Regions from separate parts of the Mus musculus genome. Here regions 2 and 3 are each linked to region 1. A link is a contact called in public HiCAR-type and HiChIP or PLAC-seq data. All regions are on one chromosome and are shown on one strand. Each heading gives the region's core, a stretch centred on a gene start, on an enhancer-like site or on the middle of the called end of the contact. The rest is flanking DNA. Distances are from core to core; before and after follow the strand shown. Region 1 holds the start of Sfxn2 (sideroflexin 2). Region 2 holds the start of Taf5 (TATA-box binding protein associated factor 5). Region 3 overlaps Cnnm2 (cyclin M2).

What was found. HiCAR-type assays count read pairs that join an accessible place to other places. HiChIP or PLAC-seq counts read pairs in DNA pulled down with a chosen protein or histone mark.
Region 2: a HiCAR-type map of astrocytes shows a contact between it and region 1, with 4 times the contacts expected there. The contact joins the promoter of Taf5 here to the promoter of Sfxn2 in region 1. A contact is called at or near these places in 5 of 39 promoter capture datasets (the SN4741 cell line, cranial neural crest, hippocampal neurons and 2 more), 1 of 484 Hi-C or Micro-C datasets (erythroblasts), 9 of 115 datasets of contacts at active chromatin or transcription factors (the SCID.adh cell line, astrocytes, bone marrow-derived macrophages and 5 more) and 1 of 9 other capture datasets (liver).
Region 3: an H3K4me3 HiChIP or PLAC-seq map of the SCID.adh cell line shows a contact between it and region 1, with 2.8 times the contacts expected there. The contact joins the enhancer-like site here to the promoter of Sfxn2 in region 1. A contact is called at or near these places in 2 of 39 promoter capture datasets (cranial neural crest and hippocampal neurons), 1 of 15 datasets of contacts at CTCF or cohesin (the NIH/3T3 cell line), 10 of 484 Hi-C or Micro-C datasets (the AML12 cell line, the CH12 cell line, the HPC-7 cell line and 7 more), 4 of 115 datasets of contacts at active chromatin or transcription factors (the 230-238 cell line, the SCID.adh cell line, embryonic midbrain and 1 more) and 4 of 9 other capture datasets (adipose tissue, embryonic stem cells, liver and 1 more).

The regions. Positions count from the first base shown.
Region 1 is chr19:46,571,500-46,575,676 of GRCm38.p6, reverse strand. It overlaps Sfxn2 (sideroflexin 2), which reads right to left and starts at 2,312. Exons shown (of 12, transcript NM_053196.3): 1 at 2,218-2,312. Arl3 (ADP-ribosylation factor-like 3) reads left to right here and starts at 2,495. Exons shown (of 6, transcript NM_019718.3): 1 at 2,495-2,637. The coding sequence starts at 2,635.
Region 2 is chr19:47,065,935-47,070,111 of GRCm38.p6, reverse strand. Taf5 (TATA-box binding protein associated factor 5) reads right to left here and starts at 2,364. Exons shown (of 11, transcript NM_177342.3): 1 at 1,786-2,364. The coding sequence starts at 2,347.
Region 3 is chr19:46,844,199-46,848,375 of GRCm38.p6, reverse strand. All of the region lies in intron 1 of Cnnm2 (cyclin M2), which reads right to left. Among named protein-coding and RNA genes, the nearest start is that of Cnnm2, 85 kb to the right of the region's middle. Within about 2 kb of position 1,670, at least 28 of the 459 cell types and tissues checked have an H3K27ac peak or open chromatin away from gene starts, as enhancers often do. A contact at or near this core is called in the SCID.adh cell line and pancreatic islet, where this site is marked.

The DNA.
Region 1 (4,177 bases), core at 1,063-3,562:
AGGTACTGGATCACCACACACACACACTTTTTTTTTAACTCGAGATCAATTATGAGAGACAGAGCACAAGAGAGAGAGAAGAGAACAAATGAAGCAGACTAAGAGTGATCTTCCCTAGAGAAAGCTCATCTCCTCCAGCAAGTGGGACCAAAGCTCAGAACAGACCCATAGTCACAGTTCTGAGGTAAGAGTACTTGCCCCCATAGAATATTTGCCCTGTGGGCACTTGGCCAGGGGAGGTCCAGGCAGCTCAAAACTCTGCAAGAGCAGACCAAAGACCACTGAAATAGCAGACTACCGTCAGGTTGCCTAGAACAAGCAGGAGAATGACGGTAATAATTAAACCAGCAGGCCCAGGCTCCTGCTTACAGACACACTCATCGGGACTCCAAGGTAACAGTGAAAACAGATACCGTGCTACCTGAGGGAACCCTGAATGTGCCTTTTCCCACAAAAGGGCCCCAGTGTGAAGAGCAGTAGATTAGTAGATAAACGGAAGGGGAGGGGTCTCTAATCTAACAACTCACCTAGTGCCTCTTTTATTCTTCCTTTTCCTTTTTTTGAGACAGGGTTTCTCCATGTAGCCCTGGCTGTCCTAGTAGACCAGGCTGGCCTCGAACTCAGAGATCCAGCTGCCTCTGCCTCCCAAGGGCTGGGATCAAAGGCGTGCGCCACCACCTTCTGTCTGATCACCTTGAACTTCTTTAGTCAAGATTCAGAATTGACTTTTCCCTCCAAGGATCCGATACAAGTAGGCAGGTAGCAGATGTTTCTGACTGTGGGGCTGGAGCCATGGCTCAGCACTTTAAAGAGCAATCGCTGCTCTGCAAGAATCCCTGGGTTCAGTTTTCAGCACCCACCTGGTGACTGACAGCCACCCATAACTCCAGCTCCCGGGTACCAAAGACACATGTGATGATGCACTTACATACATGCAGACAAAACATTCATATACGTAAAGCAAATAGTTTTAAAGGTTTTATAGAAAGTTCTTTACTTGGTTGTAAAAAAGACCTGAAAGCTTCGCACTATGTACCCAGTGCCCAGAAGTACCCAGGAAGGAGGCAGTCCTGTGCAAATTTAGGGCCAGTATGGTCTACATAGTTTTGTTCCAGGCCAGCCAGAGTTCCATAGTAAGACTCTCAAAACAACAACGACAACAAACCTGAAAACCCATACTGGAAAAATCTGCCTTTGTTTAAGTAATGGCAACTAGGTTGGTGAAAGAGGTAACGCCTGAACCCCAGATTAAACTATTGATAATAATAATAATATGTCACCCTTTCTTTGCGACAGGAATTGCTCTCTATGTACGTGACATACATGGACCTGTAAGATAGATAACAGGTAAACACACATCAACAGACTTCCAGAGATACCACTTCTACCTAAACTATGAGCTGTTGGAAGAGTTCTCTGCTTATTAACAGGTATAAACAGCTCTGAGGTGTGGGGTGTAGTGTATGTAGGTCGGTGGCAGAGTGCTTGCCTACCCTGTACAAACCCCTGCATTCTGAGTTCAGTCCCCGGGGGCAAACAGCACTCCTACCTGGGCCACAGTGTTTACAAGCAACACTATAAAATAGTTTACAAGTAAAAAAAAAAAATAGTTTACAAGTTAGTTCAAGTCCGGACTCTTATCATCTACAATAACCGATTTCTAGGGTTGTAAGGAAATTAAACCTCATATAAAAAAAAACATTCCACTAGGAAGAATGCAATTTCCACGAAGGCAGGTTGTCGGGAACCAACATGCCACAAAGGTCCTGTGGTCGGCCCTGGGCGTGAGAGGAGCGGGAGGTAGCGCTTGCAGTCTAACCCGGTTTAGCAAAATCCAGCAGATCCCAAACAATCTAACACTCCCGCTGCCAGCTAACCTCAATGCTAGGGACCGGTCCCCAACCTCCCTATCTCTCGCCCTCTCTCAGGCGACCTCCCCCAACACAGTACAAATCACCTATCCTGGATTCTAACAAGAATGTGGAGATAGAGACGTAGCCGCAACTCCTGAGCCCTAAAGCCTGGCACCCGAAGACAACCGGGGTCAGAAGGGAAGAATCCATTGGAGCCCTGGTGGGTCCCTCCGGCCACGCGGCTTCTGCAGATGCAAGTCCAGCACGCAGCGCCTGGCAGCCGCAACAGAGCAGAACCACGCTCCCTTCGGAGGCGCGGGGATTAGGAGTAGCTGTGCATTTGGCTGCACTTGCGAACTCTTACCTGGTCCCAGAGGGATGCACCCCGCGACTGCCACCAGGCGAAGCTGACCAGGAAAGCAGAACTGAAGTGTCGCGGCTAGGCCCGGGAACCACCCCCTCGCCCTACGCCCCCACTTCCGACCAATCAGAGGCCACAGGCTCCGGCCAGCCACGTGGGCGGCTTTGCACCTCCCGCTGGGTCGCTCACCAGCCCGCCCCGCCCTCCCGCCCCTCCCGAGACCGCCTGCGCAATGGGCGGGCGCTTTGGCGCGCTTGCGCACTTTGGGTAGAGAGGAGCAGAACCCCGCCCCATCCCGCTGCTCCGTTCCTCCGCTGTGCGTGCGAGGGACGTCAGGGGCGGCGCCGCAGCAGTTACCCCTGGTAACGGGGGAGGCAGGAGGAGGAGGCGGAGGAGGAGGAGGAGGGACTCGGCTTGAGGATGGTGAGTGTGGGGGCCCTGGCCCCTCCAGAGCTGACCAGTCACCCCCCCTCCTTTCACCAGTCCCAGGGCGGGGCGCTGCGCGTAAAGCCGAGGAGGACGTGGGATGGGGCTCGCCTTGATCTTTGGGGTTCTAGATCGGTTTCAGGGGCGAAGGAGGAGCCCCTAAAGTGGGCCTGGAGGGAGGCCTAGGCCTGGAGAGAAAAGAGGGGTTTGCGATAGATTCGAGGCATGGAGTGCTTGGCTAGCGGGGAAGCCTGGGCACCATCATCTTTCTAGGGACTGGGATGAAGGCGACTCTAGAGCTGCGGAGATCAGACCAAGCTCTCAGATCTTACTGCAGAGTCGACCTCTCGGCGCCTCGGGACTGTGGGGTTCATCTGAGAACCAGCCAAAAGTGGGAGAGGCGCGGCTCTACTGTCTTTGAGATCACCCTGGCAGCACCAGGGAGCTGTAACCTGGCTTTCCTAGATGCTCGCGTCTCTGAGTGAGAGGTGTGTAGGGAGTAAGTCCCAGGACAATAAGAGGTACCGCTGGGAATGGATGTCTCTGTGGTGGGTGCGCTCCTGCAGTCCCAACTTAATCGCTGAAAGTTCTGCGAAGAAATAATGGTTGTTGATGAGCGATTTTTTGCTCCGTATTTATTCCATGTAGATAGAAGCAAATTAACCTCCCGTGTCCTAGCTTTTCCTTCAAATTTGCAGTGTCCTTTTGCCTGAGGCCACAGGAGGACCAAAGGTCTTCACCTCAAACTAAAAAGAATGAACAATAGAAAGTGAGCATCAATTTGAAGCAAGCCTTGTCTCCGTTAACCTTAATTAAGGCTTTTCCAAAGTGTATGATGTGTGACAGATTTTTGACCAGAAACACTCGGTTCCTTGTTGATTTTTTAAAATCGTTATTTTATTTAATGTATATGTATGGGTGTTTAGCCTGAATGTATGTTTGTGCTCCACGTGTGTGCCTGGTGCCTGCAGAGGCCAGAAGAGAGCTTTGGTTGCCTGGAACTGGAGTTACGGATGTCTGGGAACCATCGCGTGGATGCTGGCAAATGAACACTGAGCGTTGCTGAACATCTCTCTGCCCTTGTTGATTCTGTACGCGGTAGATGGAGAGTAAAAATGAAGTTATGGGGAAATGAATATTTTTAGAGCTAGTCAAAGAAAACTTGATATTAAGGCATTTAGAACAGGTTGGTTGGCTTACTAACTGCTCCGAACAGGTTCCTGTTGCCCCCCCCACACACACACACACAATATTTTTGTGAAAATATTGAGGCATTTCTGTTGACTTAAGAAGCAAAGCCTAGGGCTGGTGAGATGGCTCAGTGGGTAAGAGCACCCGACTGCTCTTCTGAAGGTCTGAAGTTCAAATCCCAGCAACCACATGGTGGCTCACAACCACCCATAATGAGATCTGATGCCCTCTTCTGGTGTATCTGAAGACAACTACAGTGTACTTACATATAATAAATAAATAAATCTTTAAAAAAAAAAAAAAAAAAAAAAGAAGCAAAGCCTAGGGCTAGGGGTATAGCTCAGTG
Region 2 (4,177 bases), core at 1,115-3,614, 490 kb before region 1:
TAGCAATACAAAACAATAATGCTTTTTTAAAAATCAAATTAGAGTTTGGATGTTGAAAATTTTGGCAAACTACAGTTATAGTGTTATATCCTGTTATGTTCTTTAAAAAGTGATTATACTACTCTTTATTGAGAAAATTATAATTAAGGTTATAATTTTGTAGTCATTCTCATGGTCTCTTTTTCTCCTTGGTTTCTTGAGTATGATCTAAAAGAATAAGTCAAGTTTCTTGACAGATGAGAGATATTAGAAAAATAGTATAATAATATAAATTGTTACTATACAGTCACAAAATTTAGCATATAGAAAAGACCCTCCTCAGTTACATTTTCCACATATTTTTACTTATCACCCCCTTCCCCCATTACTATATTTAGCTGGGGATGGCTTTCTCACAGTAATTCTCCTTCCTGCCTCAGCATCCCAAGTGCTGGCATTATAAACAAGACACAGTTCTATTTATGGATCACAGTGTCATGTGTTCAAACTCCCTGTCTGGCAATGCTCTCACTGAAACAGATTAACATGTCTAGAACCACTAACCTGGATAACTTAATTCAATAGTTACTGATCTCCTGAGTTTAATTTTTTTAAAGATTTATTTATTATTATACATAAGTACTCCATAGCTGTCTTCAGACACCAGAAGAGGGAATCAGATCTCATTACAGATGGTTGTGAGCCACCATGTGGTTGCTGGGATTTGAACTCAGGACCTTCGGAAGAGCAGTCGGTGCTCTTAACCACTGAGCCATCTCTCCAGCCCCGAGTTTAAAATTTTTAAGTTTGGTGTATATTAAAGACAAGTTTCAGGTAGCTGGGACTCTCCTTCCACCGTGTCGGTTCTGAGGACCCAACTCAGGGGATCATACATGGCAGCAAGCGTCTTCATCCGAAAGTGTTTTACGATATGGATTTGTGACAAGTTTCTGGGAGAAACGTGGACATGGGTTGTCAGTAACTGGAGTCAGGAACTAAACTTTCAGAACTAGGCACATTACTCATTACATCTTAGACTCGTAATAACTTACTTAGTAAAAAGGCAAAATAAAATAAAATAACCCCCCCAAAAAAAAACCTTTAACTGACATCACACAAGAAAAAGCAACAGAGACAAAAAGGTCTGCCCCACTCCTGCCCGTAGACTTAAGAGTTTTCAAAAGCTCTGCAAGGCAGATTCCCAGACTCTGCCCTTACAGAGTTTAATAAGCCTTAAGTGATGCTCAGAAATCCTCTAAAACACTTAACACCAGCGGTTCTCAGCCCACATTCTAAGAAACACTTACAACCTCCACTCTGGAGGTGTTATCCAAAGCAAGCCCTTCCGGCTTTGCTCAAAAAGTCCGTTGTCTCGTCTCAAAAGGAGAGATGAGAACTATACAGTTGTGAAAAATCAAGACACGGAAAGTACCTGCTGTACAATAGTAGTATGGGAATGTGACAGTACGATACTCGTGTTCACGCGAACCCAATCCTAGGTTCCTAAGTCTAAGTAAGAGCAGAAACCCCGAAACCCCTAAGGTTCCCCTCTTCTGTCAATCCCCGGTCCCTGGCGCCTCCCTCGACTCCACAGCCCTGCTGCTCAGCCTCTGGCTGGAACTGACAGCTCAGAAGAGGGTTTGACTGCGCAGCCGGCGCAGGAGCGAAAGGGGCGGGCGTGTGGCCCTAGAGGCGGGCCCAGGAAATTCAAAACAAGCCCGCAGAGGTGCAGGCCCGCCAGCCCTCGCCTTCCCGGCTAGCTCCCCTTCCAGCCGGCGCTCCTCAGCCCGGGAGCCCGAGACTCACCCTTTCCCGGAGCCGCAGGACCTGAGGCTGAACCCGAGAACACCGAGGTCACCGAGGCGCCCGTCCCCGGAGGCTCGGGGGCCGCAGAGCCGGGAACTGAAGCGGTGACCCGGCTGAGAAGCGCGCTGGCCGCCTCCGCGCCGGCCCCGTCCAACTCTCCCGGAGCTCCGGAGCCCGCCACCGCCTCCTCCAGCAGCCGGGCCTCCCGGCGCAGCGCCTCTTCGGCCTCGCGGAGGTTGCTCTGCCGGAGGAATTGCAGCACGGCCAGGAGGGTCTGTCGGTCGTGGGGAGCGCCGGCCTCCGCCGGAGCGGCGGGCACCGGGGCCGCCCCCGCCGGGGCAGCGGCGGAGACAGCCACCCCAGGCTTGGGGGTCCCGCCGTCCCCGCCGGCCGCCGCTGCCACTGCCACATTCCCGCCGCCGCCGCCGTTGGGGCCGTTGTTGGGAGTGCCGCCGCTCCCCTCGCCTGCGCCGTCGCCAGCCTGCGGAGGTAGCAGCGTCGGCGGTCCCTCAGGCTCTAGCTTGACCGCCACCTCCGTCTGCTCCTCCGCCAGCGCCGCCATCTTGCGGCTGAGCCACCTCGCGCCGTCAAGCGTGACTGCGTTTTCGCCACATGGAGGGCGGGGGTAGGGCGTTTCACGACAGCCGGGGCAGGCCATTTACGGCAGTGGGAGGAGCTAGCGAGGAGAAAAGGCACGAGAAAGAGCTACTTTCAAAACCGAGCGAAAGGCAGGCAGGAAGTGGGAGTTGCTTACCGTCAGTCTCTATTGCATTTGCCTGCTAATTACCGTTTATTGCATTCAGGCGATGAGATAGCCGTTTTATATTATACGAGCTCTTTTAATTCAACAAGTTTAAAGGTGCTAATCCCTGGAGTCTTTACAGACGGCTTAACCAGAATCCAAAGAGGTTAAATACCATGCTAAAATCACACGCGAAGAAAACGATTCACGCCCAGGTATTTAATTCAAAAGCACATAGCATTTATCAGAAAGAGGCCTCCTAGTTACTGGAAAGGCTCTCTGATGCTGTGGGCTGAGCAGTGGTTACTTTTTCAGTTTTTCTTTCTTTCTTTTTTTTTTTTTTTTTTTGGTTTGGTTTGTTTTTTCGAGACAGGGTTTCTCTATAGAGCCCTGGCTGTTCTGGAACTCACTTTGTAGACCAGGCTGGCCTCGAACTCAGAAATCCGCTGAGTGCTGCGATTAAAGGCGTGCGCCACCACGCCCGGCTCTTTTTCACTTTTTATTCCTGTAAAAATCTAGCTTTGTGAACTTTACAGTATATGTTATATCGTTTATTTTTTTTAAAAAAGCCTTTAAGCTGGATGTAGTTTCTAAAAATAAATTTAAGCCGAAGATAGAGGTCACAGGATCGCCTCAGCAAGTTCTAGATCAGTCAGGGCTACACTGTCTCCGGAGACCTTGTCTCCAACAAGAACAAGAACAACAAAACCAAAACCAACAACAAAATCAACTATAAAGTTAAAGAGAAAAAAAAGTTAATTTCTTCTCATTCCTTGTTACCAAATAAACCATTTCTGTCCTAAGGAAAAAATTTTTTTTCCTTTTTAAAGAAAAGATTAAGGCAGGGTCTTATGCACGCAGGCTGGCCTTGAACCTGCTGTGAAGTTAAGGGGGACCTTGAATTTCTGGTCCTCCTGCCTTCACCTTCCAAGTGTAGGGGTCCAGCTAAAAAGTTTTTATATAGACGTTTTTATGACTAAAATGTTTCTACTGTGTATTAATTACCCATTGTTACTATTTTGTTGTTGTTTGGGGCAGTACTAGGAAGTGAACCTCACCCTGCCTCTTGAATCCTAGGCAGTGTTCTGCTGCTGGGCTACAACAGCAGCCCTTACTTGGAAGGAGATGGGAAGAAGGTGTCTGACTTGGGGAAGTATGGCCACCTTTGTCCTCTCTACGCGGGTCTCTGAGAGTCCAGCGTCCACGTTGTGCTTTAGCTGAGGCTAATGACTTCAAGTACAGTGTTTCCTGTTTCACCAGAAGAAATAAAGTCACTGGGTGCCTAGGAGACCCTTTTGTTATCTTGTTTCTGTCTTCTTCCTTTCTGCTCCCTGCTCCCAGGGTCCTTAATCATTCAGATTCTGCGTCAGTCTGGGTCTTTGAAGGGCGCCCACTCCTTCTCTCCAGCTCTTGCCCTTCTGATTTCCTTTCATTTCACAGGTTACTGTTTCATTCTGACATTTTTTTTTTAAGATTTATTTATCATGTATACAATGTTCTGCCTGCATGTATGCCTGCACACCAGAAGGGGGCACCAGACCTCATTATAGATGGTTGTGAGCCATCATGTGGTTGCTGGAGATTGAACTCGGGACCTCTGCAACAGCAGCCAATGCTCCTAACCTCTGAGCCATCTCTGCAGTCCTCATT
Region 3 (4,177 bases), core at 421-2,920, 270 kb before region 1:
GAGAAGTCCTGCTTCCTGAAGCCACTTCCTGGTGTGCAGCTCAGAGTGAGAGGGGTGCCTTTGGAGACCATCATTTCAGGCACCTGTCCCATGAACCAGTCACTGTAGGAACCTGCGTCTTTAGGCCTCACCTAAAGATAAAAGACAACTGCAAAAAACTTTTTAAAAAATTATTTATTTTATTTATATGAGTATACTGTTGCTGTCTTCAGGCACACCAGAAGAGGGCATCAGATCTCATTACAGATGGTTGTGAGCCACCATGTGGTTGCTGGGAATTGAACTCAGGACCTCTGGAAGAGCAGTCAGTGCTCTTGACCGCTGAGCCATCTCTCCAGCCTTGCAAACAACTTTCTAAGAAAGAAAATTGCAAAAATGAACTTTCCTTTCCTTTATTTATTTATTTATTTATTTTAAATTTGAGAGAGGGTCTCAGGTAGTTCAGACTGGCTTCAAACTCACAGCAATCCTCCTGCCTCAGCCACAACAGGACCTTTCTCAGCTGTAGTGCTGGGAGAAATCAAGGTAGGATGAGAAGCAGAAAGGCAGCGATGATATACAGAAAGGGTCGGTAGGCTGGGTACTCAGTGTGCACCCACGGTGCCAGTACTGAGAGCGGGGCAGGAGGATCGGGAAGAAAGGTCATCCTTAGCTATACATCAAGCTCTTGGCCAGTCTGACCACATGAGACCAGCCATGTCTCAAAAAAATTAACAACCTAAACATGAGAAAGAGATTAGAAATGGATGGATTCTAACTTCTGAAGGATATAAATCCAGAGCTGGTGAACAGGCTCAGTGGGGAAAGGCCTGCCACCAAGCCTGACAGCACAGTCACCTGTCTGCTTCACAATAAGCAAAATAATAATAATAATAATAATAATAATCAGATATCAACAAAATGTGTGATTTTAGGAATCAAATAATGCTAAGACTTTTAAATATACACCATAGATCAAATAATCTAAACGAATGCTCTATACAACATAGCACAGCCCAGGGCCCTGCTCTGTGGGTAGAATGCTTCACACAGGAGGTCCTGCCTTCAGTCTCCAGCACACCACAGAACAGATGTGTGGTTTTCAACACTAACGAAGGGAAGGCAGGAGGATTACAAGTTCAATACCATCCTCTGCTACATAGAGAGCTTCTGGCTAGCCTGGGCTATATGAAACTCTGCCTCAAAAAAAAAAAAAAAGCATAAATTGCTGGCATGAGGGTTGGGAGAGAGCCTTCTTAGGCCCAGTTATAAGGTATTACAGTATTTCAGCTAACTGTTCTGTTTATAAACCCCTAACCTCTGGGTTTCTGGCTGGGTCCTTAAACAGGACAAGAAAGCAAGGTGAAAGTGAAAACCTAATGAGCACAGGGCTTTACAGCCACATGTCTGCTCCATTCAGAATGACAAGACATGACCATCAAGTCACCAGCTGTATGGCTCCCAGCTGCATGGACCCAAGGCAGAGCCCCATACAGGTGGGACTCAAGAAGCTAGTCTTCACTGTGAGCTAGACCCGGTAATGTCAAGAATGTGGAATGAGGGCCAAATTTCTGCTCCGTTGCCCTGTGTATCAAAGTTTCCTATTTGTGTCTTCTCTGTGGACTGGTAAGCCAGCCCAAAGTGATAAGGGGTTACCACATCTGCGTGCTGCTAAGCCCAAACATTCAGCATCAGATACCATCTGTATTTTGATCATCCTCTGAAGTCAACACTCAATAGGATCAGGCTGACAAGTGGATGTGTCACCCGCTGCCTGATGAACAGACAGCCGCCTTTGCTCTCCTTCATTGCTGGCAGTGACGTGAAATTCAGCAGTAGACAAACTGAAACAGCTGGGGAGGAGAGCCAAGGGGGTGGCTGAAGTAGAACCAAACTGGGAACAAGCACACACAGCTGTACTAATAAAAAAGATGACATCCAGTAGTCAGAAAGACCTAATGATCTGAGCACAAGGCAAGGGGAGCCTGTGGAGCCTTCAGACTGGACTCAGGGCAGGAGGTAAATAAATAGGCAATCCTGTAAAGAGAAACAAGCTGGCATTTCAGATTCGCCATTACTGCTGCGCTGCTCGGCTCCAGGGGGCACCGTCAGCATGGGATGTCACTACTCCCTTGCCACCAAGGACAGAGCAAGTGAAATGCTTGGCAGGCCTCCTAACAAAGCTACGGTAGGAACTCAATAAACAGAAATCAATAAAGTTCCCAAGCGTCAGCTCTATGGGACTAATGATAAAATAAATGAGTGTTCTCTAGAGCCTGAGCTTGGTCCCATGGTACTAACAAACAACCCGAGGTGGGAAATAGAATTTAATGCCTGTAGTTGAGATCCCTCAAGGAAGGGCTGGAGAGATGGCTCAGTGGTTAAGATGGCTGCTCTTCCAGAGGACCTGGGTTCAAGTCCCAGCACCCACATGGCAGCTCACAACCGTCTGTAACTCCAGTCCCAAAGGATTTGGTACCCTTAAACACATCAGGCAAAACACCAACATACTTAACAATAAACAAATCTTAAAAAAAAAAAATTCTCCCAAGGAAACTAGATGGTGTTATCAAGGAAGTCAACACACTTTAAATATCATGAGGTTTGGGTTTAATCTGATCTACAAGTGAGCAGACCGGTCAGGAGAGATCTGCCTAGAGCACCATATAGGTCATAAAATGCTCTGTAAGTATCGGGAACTCAACAGCCACGTGAGTTCACTCACTCACTCAACAGACTGTACTAAAATGTCTAGGCCGCTCCACAGGAAACAGAACAGAACTCTGGCTCCCAAGCAACACTCTAGTAGGAAGGCAGACACTAAGAGAAATAGACAAGGCACAAGGGATTGTGCTGGGTGTGGTGAGGAGAGAAAAGGTGGTGAGTCGCATTTCACACAGCTTAAATGGAGGAAGGCCTTCCTGCCAGGCAAAGACTAAGGGACACAAGGAAACCGAGCATATAACCGAGTGGGGCAGTCTGCGGGTAAAGGACTGCAGACGCCCTGACGGGGGATGTTTTGTGGGCTGAAGGAAGAGGACAAAGCCAGTGTGGTTGGAACAGAACCAGCAGAGGGAAGGAGTAAAGAGGCAGAGCGGGGCATCACAGTGGAAAAAAGCCAGATGGCTACCTCCGCTGTCAACTTGACTGATGACTGATGTATAGTCAGTCACCTAGGAGATCCACCTCTGGGCTTGTCTATGGCAGTCTCTAGGGAGGTTTTACAGAGGGAGAGAAGAACATTCCACAAGCTAGGGTTTCCTACTGTATAAAGTGTGTGTAAGTGTATGTGTGTGAGTGCGTACATGTGTGTGTTCGAGTGTGTGAGTGTGTATGTACATGTGTGAGAAGGTGTACATGTGTATTCAAGTGTGTGTGAGTGTGTGTGTGTTTCACGCCTTGCACACACTGAGCACCAGCACTCATCAGTCTGTGCTTCTTGAAGCACACTGTGACAGTCACCTCACCATCCACTGCCATGCCTTCCCAGCAGGAAGTTCCCTCAGACCCATGAACCCAAAAAAGCCCTCTCCCTTTCAGTAGTGTCCTTGTCCCATCATAGCAGAAAGGAAAGCTAACACCATGGTTCAGACTTTTCAGCCTTTACTCTGGGGTGGCGAGGCCCTGGAGGCCCTGAGCAGGAACAGGTACGATCTCCATGGTATTTCAGTCACCATGGCTGCTGTGGTGACAGTCCTGAGCAGACGGTAGAAAAGAGCACAGGGCAGGGTGGAGGCAGTGAGGCCAGACAGGAAGCTACTTCATATTCCGAGTGAGCGAGGGCAGGGACAGGACAGGACAGGACAGGACAGGATGGTGGTGACAGTGGACGAAGGTTTGGATGGACACTCTTCTCAGCGTGCACAGCGCAGCCAGAGACTCGCCTGTCGCATCAGTACCTCCTCCCGATGCCTGCTCTCTTCACCATCCTCAGCCTTCATCACTTAGTCATGTATTGATGGGCTAGCAAGATCGCTCAGGGGGTAACAGCTCTCATGGCCAGACCCAAGGACATGGGTTTGATCTCTGAGACCCACATGGTGGCAGCAAAGGACCAATACCCATAAGTTGTCCTCTGACCTCCACATGTGTGCTATGGCACTTGCATGCCCATATGTGTATAAATACATACATGTACATATACATACACATAAACACACATGTAAATCTTAACTGTATTGTGCATTTGTCTGTTAGG